2 separate regions of the Mus musculus genome follow, and region 2 is linked to region 1. A link is a contact called in public promoter capture Hi-C data. All regions are on one chromosome and are shown on one strand. The core of a region is the stretch at or near the end of the contact, and the rest is flanking DNA. Distances in the headings are between cores, read along the strand shown. Region 1 holds the start of Zbtb8a (zinc finger and BTB domain containing 8a). Region 2 holds the start of Phactr4 (phosphatase and actin regulator 4).

The links. Promoter capture Hi-C pulls out the DNA fragments that hold promoters and counts their contacts.
Region 2: a contact with region 1 is called in a promoter capture Hi-C map of cranial neural crest. The contact joins the promoter of Phactr4 here to the promoter of Zbtb8a in region 1. A contact is called at or near these places in 2 of 39 promoter capture datasets (cranial neural crest and embryonic stem cells).

Annotation. Positions count from the first base shown.
Region 1 is chr4:129,374,348-129,380,522 of GRCm38.p6, forward strand. It overlaps Zbtb8a (zinc finger and BTB domain containing 8a), which reads right to left and starts at 3,681. Exons shown (of 5, transcript NM_028603.4): 1 at 3,393-3,681.
Region 2 is chr4:132,419,547-132,425,721 of GRCm38.p6, forward strand. Phactr4 (phosphatase and actin regulator 4) reads right to left here and starts at 2,900. Exons shown (of 13, transcript NM_001161797.1): 1 at 2,799-2,900.

The DNA.
Region 1 (6,175 bases), core at 2,431-4,930:
TAATCCTAGGTCCGGAAGGGAGCACCCCGCTGTGCGCGGGTCTCTTCAGGAAGTACAGGGTAAACTGTGTGTGTACCTTCCAGCTTGGTAGCGTTCAGCATAGTTGACAAGAACAAATAGTACCGTACAGCAGAGAAGGCGTACTTCCTGCAGAGGCACCCACAGGTATGGATACTGCCTTCCAGAACTTCTCTTTTCTGGAGACTGACTTTACAGGTTGTACTGGCAAGTCAGACTTACTCCCAAGAGTCATGCAATAAGCCAAGCAGAAACACTTCCTCAATCTTGTATGAGTTAACTACCTACAGTAGTCCCTAGGAAGAGTACAGAATTCAACTCCCCGTCAGGTCAATGATCTTTTAAAGAGTGTTGGAAAAAGACAATCACGATTTTAGGAACCATCAATGTTGAAGGTCTTCGGACTAGAAAGGAAAGAAGTCTTTTAGACTGACCTTTGGGCGACACGGGAAACCTGGATGAAATTTGTGCTCCAGAAAGCCATCTTTTCCCACTGCACACAGCCCTGATGGAGGCCTTAGTGTGTGGTCCTAGTAAAAACCCCACCTCCTAACTTTGGGCTAACGGGAAGAGAGCAAACTGTTCTTTGAATGGCGACTGTATTTCTTCGGAGGACGAACGGCCATGTACAATTCTGGGAAGGTTTAGAATTAAGTCCAGAAACAACTTAAGAGCTGAGCTTTAGAAATCTGTGTCGCCTCCAAAGTTCAGGCTGAAAGTTCACTCGCAGAGGAGGAAGAGTATTATAGGAGCTTTTAGGGGGTGATTAGGCCACCCTGGGGGGAGGGGTGCTGCCCTCGGGGACGGGATTAGCATCCTAATAAAGAGATTTGGAGGAGTAGGTCTGCTCTCCACCTCATCCCTTCTACCCATTTTACTAATGAAGGCACAGCACTGTATTTACCCTCATTATGTATGCCACGAAGAGGTGCCTTCCGGGAAGCAGAAAGAAGCCACACAGGGCACCATAATCTTGTGCTTCCCAGCATCTACCAGTGCAAGAAGTAAATATCTGTTCTGTTGTTTTCTTCTAGACAGGGATTCCCTGTGTATGTAGCCCTGGTTGGCCCGGAACTTGATCTGTTGACCAGGCTGGCTTCCAAAACAGAGAGATCTGCCTGCTTCTGCTGGGATTAAAGGTATGCAACGCCACGGCCCAGTAATATCTGTTCCTTCTATGTGACCTGACCTTCGGTAATCTTAGTAGCACATATGGTCTACAGGGTCTAAGATAGGAAAGTCTTAGAATGAAATGTTAGAACACTTAAGAGGGACTGGGTAGATGGCTCAGCAGTTAAAAGCACTGGCTGTTTCTCCAAGGATCTGGGTTCAATCCCCAGCACCCACATGGAGGTTCACAGCCATCTCTAACATCCATGTAAGGGGATTCAACACCCTCATCTGGCACCAGGCAAGCACTTGGTATACTGGCACAAAGGCAGGCAACACACACACACACACACATATATATATAAATCTAAAAAAAAAAAAAAATAGAGAGAGACTCGAGTTTTGAAACTATACTTGGAAAGGCCTCACCGAGAAGATGACATCTGAGTGATTGGTGTCCATAGCAGGAAAGAATGTGTATCTTTGAAACTACTCCAGGCAAACCAAACAGCAGGTGCAAAGGCCGTGAGGTGGACAGGAACAGATGGAGGAGGGATGGGTGGGGAGAGGAGGTCACTGTGGTGTGCCAGTAATGTCGGCTAACCCCAGGGTCTTGGGAGGCGGGGCAGGAAGAAGTAAGACCAAGGCAACCCTGAGAAAACCCTCATCTCATAATAAAATTAAAATTTAAAATAAGGGGCCTGGGGATGTATCTCAATGGTAACATTTACCTAGCCCATGCAAGGCCCGGGTTCAAAATACACACACACACACACACACACACACACACACACACACACACACGCCACACGCACACACACCACACACACCACACACACACACACACACACACCATGGGGGTTTTGGATTTTTTTATTTTTTTAGTAGGATGTGAAGGAGCCATTTAAGGTTTGGAGAGGGCTGGGTTTAGTGGTAGAGTGCCTATGTGACATGCATGGGTTCAATTCAAGTACAGGATAATATCAGGTGTGGTGATCTATGCCTGTAATCCCAGCATTTGGTAGGGGCTGCAAGAGAATCAGAGGTCCAAGATTTAGGGCTAGCCTGGGGTACATGAAACAGTGCCTTCAAAAAAAAGATATATAAAATAGCTTTTTAAAAGAGGAGTTTTAAAACTTATATTAACGTCTTTGAATATTAAAAAGTATATAATTGTGCCAAAAATTTGCCTAGTGCATCCCAGCCCTCCCGAGGTGGAGGTAAGATCAAATTTTCAAGTCTAGCCTGAGTCCGCTTTAAAACAAAGAATAAATAGGTAAATAAAAGTGCGATTTAAGTGATAAAATCAGCGAAGGTTTTGGTACTTTGGAGACTGTTCCGGGACGCTGCAAGAACAGGGCGCCTTGGGGGGCTGCCACGTCTCAGCTCCCTGCCTAGGGATGAGACTCCCTAACCATTAGCGTTTTATTTTTCCCCCTTTCCCCTTTGCTAGGTAGAATAAACAGCCGGAACCCGTAGCCGTCTCATAAGAAATTAAGTGCAATATTTCGTCAAAGTGAAACCACTCCATTTACTAAAGTTCTGCAAATAGAAAGACTTCTAGGTGTTGGCGGCGTGTGTGGTTGGGTGCCCGCTAGGTGTGAATCCTATTCCAAACACGTCTCGCAAAGACGTGGATTACGAATAACCGCACGGTCAAGGGCGAGTAAGCGCGCCAGAGCGCGAAGGGACTAAAGCCGACAGTGTCTCCAGGTGGGAGATGCCAGGGACATTCTGCCGCGGGGCCAGCTGGGGCTCCATATTTCTGCCCTCGGTTCTAAGCCCAGAACTGTCGCGTCGTGATGGAAAACCAGAGAGTGGAGGGCGGAGTGAGACCGCCGGGCTGCAGCGCCCCGCGCCCCGCGCCCGACGTCTGCAGACACGCCCGGCCCCGTGGCGCCGCCTCGCCGCCGCGGCCGTCAGGAGGCTCGGGCGCCTTCCCGCCTTTCCCCGGGCCGGGCCAAGGCTGGCGGCGGGGCGGGCGCGGGCGGCGACGGTGCAGCCATTGTCCCGCAGCCGCGCCCGGGGCCGCCGCCGCCGCCCGCGTCTCCTTTGTGGCCGTCGCCGACCCTCGGAGCCGCCGCTCTGCGCCCCCGGCTGCAAATGGCGCCGGGTGCCCCCTGCGTCGCCCGGCGCACCGGCTGGGGTTGCAGTCCCGGGGCGCACCCCGGCGGCTCCGCCGCCCTCCGCCAGGCTCTGGGCCCGGCCCGCAGCCCCGACGCCCGGGCCGCCCTCCTCCCGCCCGCGCCCGTGCAGCCACTTACCGCGGGGCTCTAGCCGCTCGCTCGCTCGCTCGCTCGCGCGCGCGCGCGCTGCGGAGCGATTCCCGGTTCCGGGTAGGGGAAGCAGCCCCTTTCCGAAGCCGAGGCTTTGCGCCCTAAAACAAGTAGCCCCAACGTGGGAGAAACAAAAGGTATTTGCTGACGTGGGCGTTGGACAGAAACGCCCGAGGGCTGAGGACACAATTAAAGGGGCAACGCACAGATTTCAGGCACCAACCAGCAGCTTCGCCCACTCCCCCTGTCCGTGCCCACGCCCGACTGCACCCTCCGCAGGCACTAGGGCGCCCAGGTTCCCCAGCAGTTGATTGGGGATCATTCTTTTAGTCGGGAGCTTAAATTTTAAAATTGTACTTTACGTTGGGAAAGGCGCCTCCGGAGGGCAGAAGGGCTGGATTTCTAATATGTGGAGATATTGGTTCAAGGAGAGAGGGAGGGACTTAGGCGTGCCCACAAATACTGTATACATGTGACATTATTGTACTTAAGTTTAGCGACGTAAAATGGGAGAGAGTTCCACAAAATCGCCCTTTGACGAAGCACTTAATTTCAGTTATAGCCTTTTAGAAACCTCTGTAGGTCCCCATCAAGCCCTTTGAAGAGGCAAGCCCGGAGGGGCTGAGATTAAGAGGCCGTGATTCTTTATATAAAACTAGTACAAAACAGTGTTTCGTGTTTTCAAATATAAAAATTGGTCGTAAAATCAAGTTTCTCTTCTGACGTGACCCTAATATTTATGGCACACAAATATCAGGTGATACATTTCCTAAAATAGTAAACCGCTGAATTTTCATACTGCTTAAATTCCACAAACTAAATTAGTTTTCTACTTCTTCACGCTGATTGTCAAGTAATGCGGAATGGGGGAGAAGATTCAAAGTCTCAAAGCATGCGTTTAATATTTTGAGGCGTTCCTCTCCCAAGCCTCAGTCAAGCCCATCAGGGTCCTATTTCTCCGATCTCCTCACTAAGTAACTATGTATTCGAACATCATTCTCTCTGAGAATACAATACAGTCATTTCTGAATGAAAAAAAAAAAAAAAGGAGAAATAAAAAGGAAAGGGACATGCCTGGTCCTAGGTATAGTGGAGGAGAAAGTTTATTATAGATATGTGGGAGAGCACAGCCAGAGGCAGGAACATCTGGGAGAGTACAGAGTGAACTGAGCTGTGCCCTGTGATGTGGGGTGGGGGAGGGAGGAGAGAGAGCAGCAGAACCAAGTACAGCAGGAGACCCAAATTACAAAGAGGGTAGGGAGCCAAAATGGTTGGATTATATAGGGAAGAATAGCTCAGCCCCCTGGACTGGAGGATTCAAGCTAGGGGGCCGGATATGCCAGCCTAGAGGACCCTGTAACAGGTATTGGACTGAGGGATGCTGGGAGAACCTGGTGGCCAGGTCAGCTTTGACATGTTAACTAGGCACCCCAGCTATTTGTCCCAGGTTTGACACCTAACAGTTTCTTAATGTCACACCTGTTTACCCCAGGGGTGCTCTGTGATTAAGATTCGTTTCCTGGACTTTTGAGGTAATGGGAGATAATGGAAGGAAAGGTAGACCAGTGCTTATTTGAAAATCACTAGGACAGGGCTGGTGAGATGGCTCAGCGGTTAAGAGCACTGACTGCTCTTCCAAAGGTCCCGAGTTCGAATCCCAGCAACCACATGGTGGCTCACAACCATCCATAATGAGATCTGACGCCCTCTTCTAGTGTGTCTGAAGACAACTACAGTGTACTTACATATAATAAATAAATCTTTTTTTAAAAAAAGAAAGAAAATCATTAGGACACCAGGTGTTGTGGCACATGCATGTAATGCCAGAACTCAGGAGGCTCTGAGTTCGAGACCACCCTGGTCTACATAGTTCCAGGACAGGCAGAGCTACATAGGAGACCCTGTCTGGGGGACACACACACACACAGAGAGCAGGCAGGTCTCTCTGTGCTGTTCTCTTTCAGCCAGGATTAAGCTCAAAACAACTAAGCCAACCAGGAGGATCCCTTTCCCGGTGGAGGCCCGGTGTGCAGGAGCCTTTTGCCTACACAGTTGTCTAAAGGGAAGTTGGAAACAATTCTTTAGCAGCTATTCTTGTCTGCTCCCAACCTAGGCCCCGGACAGGTGTGCAGGATGCCTTTGGGAAGCCCCTGGGCACAGTGGCCAGGGTTTACTTTGGCCAGGTCACCCTGTCCCTCTACGCCAAGCTTTCAGATAAGGGCCATGTGACTGAGGCTCTACAGGGAGCCAAGTTCAAGTTCCTGGCCACCAGAAGATCCATATCTCAAGGAAGTGGAGCTTCCCCAAATGTAATGCTGATGAATTTGAAGACGTGGTAGCTGAGAAGTGCCTTATCCCTGTTGGCTGTAGGGTCAAATGTATCCTCACTTGTGGTCCCCTGGACAAGTGGCAGGCCCTGTACTCCTGAGGGCTTCCACTGTGCTCTCCTATACCCCACCGAATCATACACAGTAGTAAATCTCAACAGTTTGGGGGGGAAAAGGTTTGGGGTTTTTTGTTGTTGTTGTTGTTGTTTGATTGGTTGGTTGGCTGGTTTTGGTTTTTTTCGAGACAGAGTTTCTCTGTGTAGCCCTGGCTGTCCTGGAACTCACTTTGTAGACCAGCCTGGCCTTGAACTCAGAAATCCACCTGCCTCTGCCTCCCAAGTGCTGGGATTAAAGGCGTGCACCAACATGCCCAGCTAAGGTTTGTTTTTGGAACAGGGTTTTACCCGCCTCTTCCTGCTGTCTTGGAACTTCTGAGTTCAGCCT
Region 2 (6,175 bases), core at 1,650-4,149, 3.0 Mb after region 1:
TGGAATGTTATGCATTTTACTTCACAATTTAGTACAAGAGCTGAAATAGGCTGCTGTTTCTGATGTCACGTTCGTGGCGTGTACTGACAGAAAACCCAAACTGAACTGCAGGTTAAGTCTGACCAAAAGTTTTTAACTCCGCATACTCTAAAAAAGTACATGCGTCTGAGTCGTTTTCAGAGTTAGGTCTCCGAGCCAACGCTGCCTTACCTACTTCTCTTACATAATTTTTAGCAAACCTTTAATCATCTTCTGTCCTTTTTTTTTTTTTTTTTTTTTTTTTTACAAAACATGGTCTTATTGTGTAGCTCTGGCTGACCTAAAACTTGTTATGAAGACCAGGCTGGCCTCAAATGTAACCACCTTTTAATAAAAGCTTAAAACCACAACTTAGTAACTCATCACCCTTTTGTCCCCAAGGCCCCATAAAAGTGCTATTCTGCCTAGACACAGGATAAGCAAGCCAGAGTGAAGGCAGCAATATTATAGAAAAGACTTCATGGTTCTATGAATTTCAGTTCCTTATGAATCAGTTTGTTTGGAATGGAAAATATTTCCATAATTTTTCTCTTATATTCAGATCTCAGCAAATTAAAGCAGTTTGTGGACATATGATTGGTAGCTGCACTAAATCTGAGGAAACAGAAAGCCCTAGGTTTGCTCTTTGGTTCAGCTTTCCTACCTAGGCTAATGGAATGGCTTTGGGCCAGTTACTTAACATTTTAGAGGCAAGGCCGCATCAGCTGTAAAGTGAGAACCAATACCTCACGTAATTGTGGTGAGGATTGTAATAGTTACACAATGTGTATTAATAAGATTTATACAACATATACAACTTTCAAAAATAACATGGACACCACTATCCTGTTTGAGTAAATAAGCCAGAATGTAGTGATCCTGCTAGAAATTCACAGCTTAAGAGGTAGGTGCGGTGGTGCCACCAAAATAATCTTACCACTTGGAAAGGCAAAGGCAGGTGGAAAGCCCAAGCCCAGAGTGACCCAATCTCAAGGAAATAAATAAATGCCTATTCCCAGTGACTGAAGAATAGCTGGGGCTAGAGGCACGTGCTGCACATGGTCAAAACCCTGGATTCTATTCCCAGCACAACAAAAAAACAGAAAAAAAAAAAATTGTGGGCTAGCAAAATGACTCAGATGGTAAAGGCTCTTGCCGTGCGTGCCTGGCCATCTGAGCTCTGTTCCAGGAACCCACATGAAAGTAGGAGAACCAACTCCACAGAGTTCTCTAAAGCCACCGCTGTACTGTCCCCACTTCCCACCCTCCCAGACACATTCAAGAAACTTTCTTTTTTTGAGACAAGGTCTCAATAGATCATGTCTACAATAGGTCTACATAGACCTAGCTGGTCTTGAATTCATGCTCCCCCTCCTGCCATAGCCGCAAGAGTATTGGGGTTACAGGGATGTGCCACTCCAACTAGGATAGACAACTGACAGCCTGTATTAAAGATCTACCACCTTGATACATTAACACAACCTAAGAGTCTCAAAGTCATTTCCATTATGAAATGTCAGAATAATGAAGGCTTTGCCTACATGTCTAGGGTGGAAATTTCGTCTCAAAACACCTTTCCTGACTCAAAGGAGTCCCAACTGTCTTCACTCAAGGAATTTGAAATACTAATCGATTTTTCAAAGGATCTCTACCTTGGCCTTTATAAAAGCTTTACCCCTATGCTAAGTCTCAAGATTCGTTCTTCGACGGAACATACAGTTACCACTATCTAACCAAACTGGATCAAATCCACACAATTCATCGGTGTCCAGTAAATACATATTTTATCGCCTTTTTTTTTTCAACCTTTTTTTTTTTAATGCTTTCTAGAATCTACTGGGTATCTAGGTTTTTCTACAAAGCAGGTGCTTTCAGTGAGCTGAGTTTTTCTTTGTGGAGTTGTTGTTTAAAAAAAGAGAAAGGGATGTATTCTGGAGAGTCGAGGAGCAGCGTGGGAAAATGAAGTGCCGAAGACTGCAGGCAATGAATGATGTCCTGGTAATCACTCTGCTCCAATTTTCAGGTTTCCGAGGCAATGATTCGCTTGAGTTCTTTGCGGCCGCCGCCGCACCCCCCCCCCCCCCCCACACACACACACACTCCACAATCACCCAACCCCTCCATCCCAGCTGCCACACGTATCGCAGCAAATTTCCACTCTTTCTCGGTTTCCGGGATTGAGGCTCCAAGTCTCACTTCTTTTTCTTAGACTCCATCCACTGGAGGAGAAAAGCGCCTTAGCGCCTTGAGTTTTGATCCCTAGCTACCGGAGGCTGACATTTAAGAAAGAAGTTGGACAATAACTTCCAGGTTTCCACTGAAACTATGCCAGACTCCTAAGTCTCTTCTCTGCTCAGCCAGGATGCAGAGGTCTGAGGGAGGTCACTTTTGAAAGATGGACTTTGACCCGATCCAGTTACAGTAACCAGATCCCCAGGGCGCAGTCCCCAGCAGGACGTGCGGGCTCCCCTGGAGACCGCGACTCCGTGCACTGCCACAAAAGGGGGAAAAGCGGCGCAGACAAAAGGGCCCCGCGGAGGCTGGGGGGCGGAGAGCGCGAGTGTGCGCCGGCCGGCCACAGGCGGGGACACCGCCGCGGGACCGTTGTGGGAGGGCCGAGGAGGGAGGAGGCTACCGCCCGCCACGCCCTGGCTGCACTGACCGCCGCGGGCGCCGTTAACCCCCCACCCAGGCTCGGCCCGCGACCCCTAGTCGAGCCGAGCCTGCCGCTGCTGCGCGCGCGCGGGAGGTGCTCACTTTCCCAAGTTTGGGGAACTTACCCAAGTCGCCGCTGCCTCCTCGGGTTCCCCAGCACTTTCTCCCGGAAATCCTACCTGGTCTCTGGCCGCCTGGCTCCAGCCAGAGCCTTCGGCCCCAGGGGAGGGGGGGCGGAGGGAGCGGGCCGGACAGTGAGGAGGGTAGGAAGTGCCGCCGCGGAGCCTCACGGGACTTGTAGTCCACTGCAGTGGCCAGCGGTGTGGCGAGCGGGACAAAATGGCGGGAACTGCCGGCCCTCCGCTGCGAGGCGCCTGACCCCTACTCTGCCGATCTGGGCATGCGCCGCCAGAGTCCGGTGCACTGCATATAAACGGATTTGGGCACCTTGCCCAGTTCTGAGCAAGGGGAAGGTCTCGGGACTTGGGAGGACACGTTCGGGAACAGACTCTCCCGGCGATGCCCAAGAAAGGATGTGTGTGTTGTGCTCTACAAAAGAAGTCCAGTTTGTTTCAAACTATTGATAACCAGTTTTAAGTGCAAAAAACTTACAAACAAGTTACCCGCGGTGTTTTGTGAAAGTACAGAACCCAGCCTATTAAGCGCAGACATTCTACACCCCCCCCCTCCCAACTAAATTTTTTTCCCACTAACGATTACCTAGTAGAAGCCACCATCTGTTTCTAAGTGGCACTCATTCCAACCTCCAGGGCTATATCACCCTCCAGACCCCCTTCTTGCCACTGCTGGAGGATCTTTTTAAATGCCAAACCCATGGGTTACACCCATCTTAGACGGAAAAGTATACATACGATACATACAGAGGGAAACATAGAAAAACTTATACCTTTCAAATACGCAATCTATAACATTAAAAATATCAATACGCCGGGCAGTGGTGGTGCATGCCTTTAATCCCAGCATTTGGGAGGCAGAGACAGGTGGATTTCTGAGTTCGAGGCCAGCCTGGTCTACAAAGTGAGTTCCAGGACAGCCAGGGCTATATAGAGAAACCCTGTCTCAAAAAACCAAAAAAAAAAAAAAAAAAAAAAAGCAATAAATTACAACCCAGTTGTGGTGTCACACACCAGTATTCCTAAATGCTCTGGAGACAAGGGTTGGATTATTGCTGAGTTCAAAATCAGTTTGATCTACAAAGTTCCAGGCCAAGCCAACCAGAATTACATAGTGAGACCCTGTCTCAAAACAAACAAACCCAACAAAAACCAATGCAGGCCAGCCAGCTGCTGTCTGGTAATATAATAATAACAACAGTGACAACGACGATGACAACAACAACAATAATAATAATGGCTGGAGAGATGGCTCAGTGGTTAAGAACTTGCTGTTCTTTAAAGGGGCTGAGTTCTGTTCCCAGCACTATATATCAGGTAGCTCACAACTCTAACTACAGCTCCAAGGGTTGTGAACCTCTGGCTATGTGAGCACTTGCACTCATGTGCACATACTGCATGCAAATACTCACCTACACACAACTGGAATTAATAAAAAATAAATATTTAAAAAGTAACAATGTAGGCTGGTGAGATGGCTCAGCGGTTAAGAGTGCAGACTGCTCTTCCAAAGGTCCTGAGTTCAAATCTCAGCAACTACATGATGGCTCACAACCATCTGTTTAGCTACAATGTACGCATATACAATAAATAAATAAATCTTAAAAAAAAAAAGAACAAAAAGGTAAATTCAAGTCATTTGCAGGTTCCTTTTCAGCTTCAAGGAGCTCTTTCATTAATTCTCAGTGAACTCTGCTTGCCCTTCTAAAATAGATAAAATAAGATGAAAAGACAAGTTCTAGAGCAGGATTAACATAGTTGCAAAGCATATAATCAACAAAAGACCAGTATGGAATATACAACAAAACTATCTCAGTTAAAAGATAACCTGGAGAGATGGCTCAGCAGTTAAGAGCACCGACTGCTCTTCCAGAGGTCCTGAGTTCAATTCTCAGCAAGCACATGGTGACTCACAACCATCTGTAATGGGGATCCAATGCCCTCTTCTGGTGTGTCTGAAGACAGCAACAGTGTACCCACATACATGAAATAAATAAATCTTTAAAAAAAAAAAAAAAAAAAAGATAACCCAGAGACTAGGGAAGTAACTCAGTGGTAGGATGCTTGCCTTGCACACAAGATGTTCAAGGTTTAAGTCATAGTATAAATAAATAAATAAATAAATAAATAAATAAATAAATAAATGGTGTGTGTGTGTGTGTGTGTGTGTGTGTGTGTGAATTTTCAATTATTCAGGATTTCTCTGTGTGTAGCTCTGGCTATCCTTGAACTCACTCTGTAGACCAGGCTGGCCTGGAACATAAAGATTCATCTGCCCCTGTCCTAAGTGCTGGGATGAAAGCCATGTGCCAACTCTGCCCAGTGACACTCTATTTTTTTTTTACAGAAGGCTTGAATACACTTTGTAGCAAGAAAGATAAACAGTTTACAAATAATACATGAAGGGTGCTAGATATATACAAATTAAAACCAAATAAGAAGATAACCTACTAGGAGAGACCAATATGGCTACAGCCAGGGCTGAAGAAATAAATGATCTGGGGCTTAAGAGTTCTTGCTGCTCTGGCAGACCTGGGTCCTAGCACCTACAAGGCAGTGACAACCTTCTTAAACTCTTGTTGTAGGAGATCTGATGCCCTCTTCTGGCATCCATGGGCACTGCATGCATATGGTACACACACACATAGGCAAAACATTCAAACACACATAATTAAAAAAATAAACCGGGCGTGGTGGCACACGCCTTTAATCCCAGCGCTCAGGAAGCAGAGGCAGGTGGATTCCTGAGTTCGAGGCCAGCCTGGTCTACAGAGTGAGTTCCAGGATCAGCAAGGACTACACAGAGAAACCCTGTCTCGAAAAACCAAAAAAAAAAAAAAAAAAAAAGTAAATCTTATTTTTAAAAGTACTTATGCCCTGAGTTGTCCAAGGAGAGAACCGAGGCCTCCACCCTCCATATTTTCCCTGTAGCCCACATGTACTCTCCAATCAATCAATCAATCAATCAATCAATGTACTTTTTTCCTCAATACTTCCTTGTTATATTGCTGTCTCTAAAACAACAAGTCATGAATGTTAGCGTGTACCTCAACATCATCTCACGAAATTGGAGGTGTGCAGGCTGGAGAAATGATGGCTTAGTGCGGTTAAGAGCACTGACTGCTGCTCTTCCAGAGATCCTGAGTTCAATTCCCAACAACCACATGGTGGCTCACAACTATCTGTAATGGGACCTGATGCCCTCTTCTGGTGTGTCTCAAGACAGCCACAGTGTACTCACATACACAAAATAAGTAAGTAACTCAGAAAGAAAGAGAGAGAGAGAGAGAGAGAGGGAGAGAGGGAGAGAAAGGGAAAGAGGGAGAGAGAGGGAGAAAGAGAAAGAGAGAGAGAAAGGAGGAAGGAAA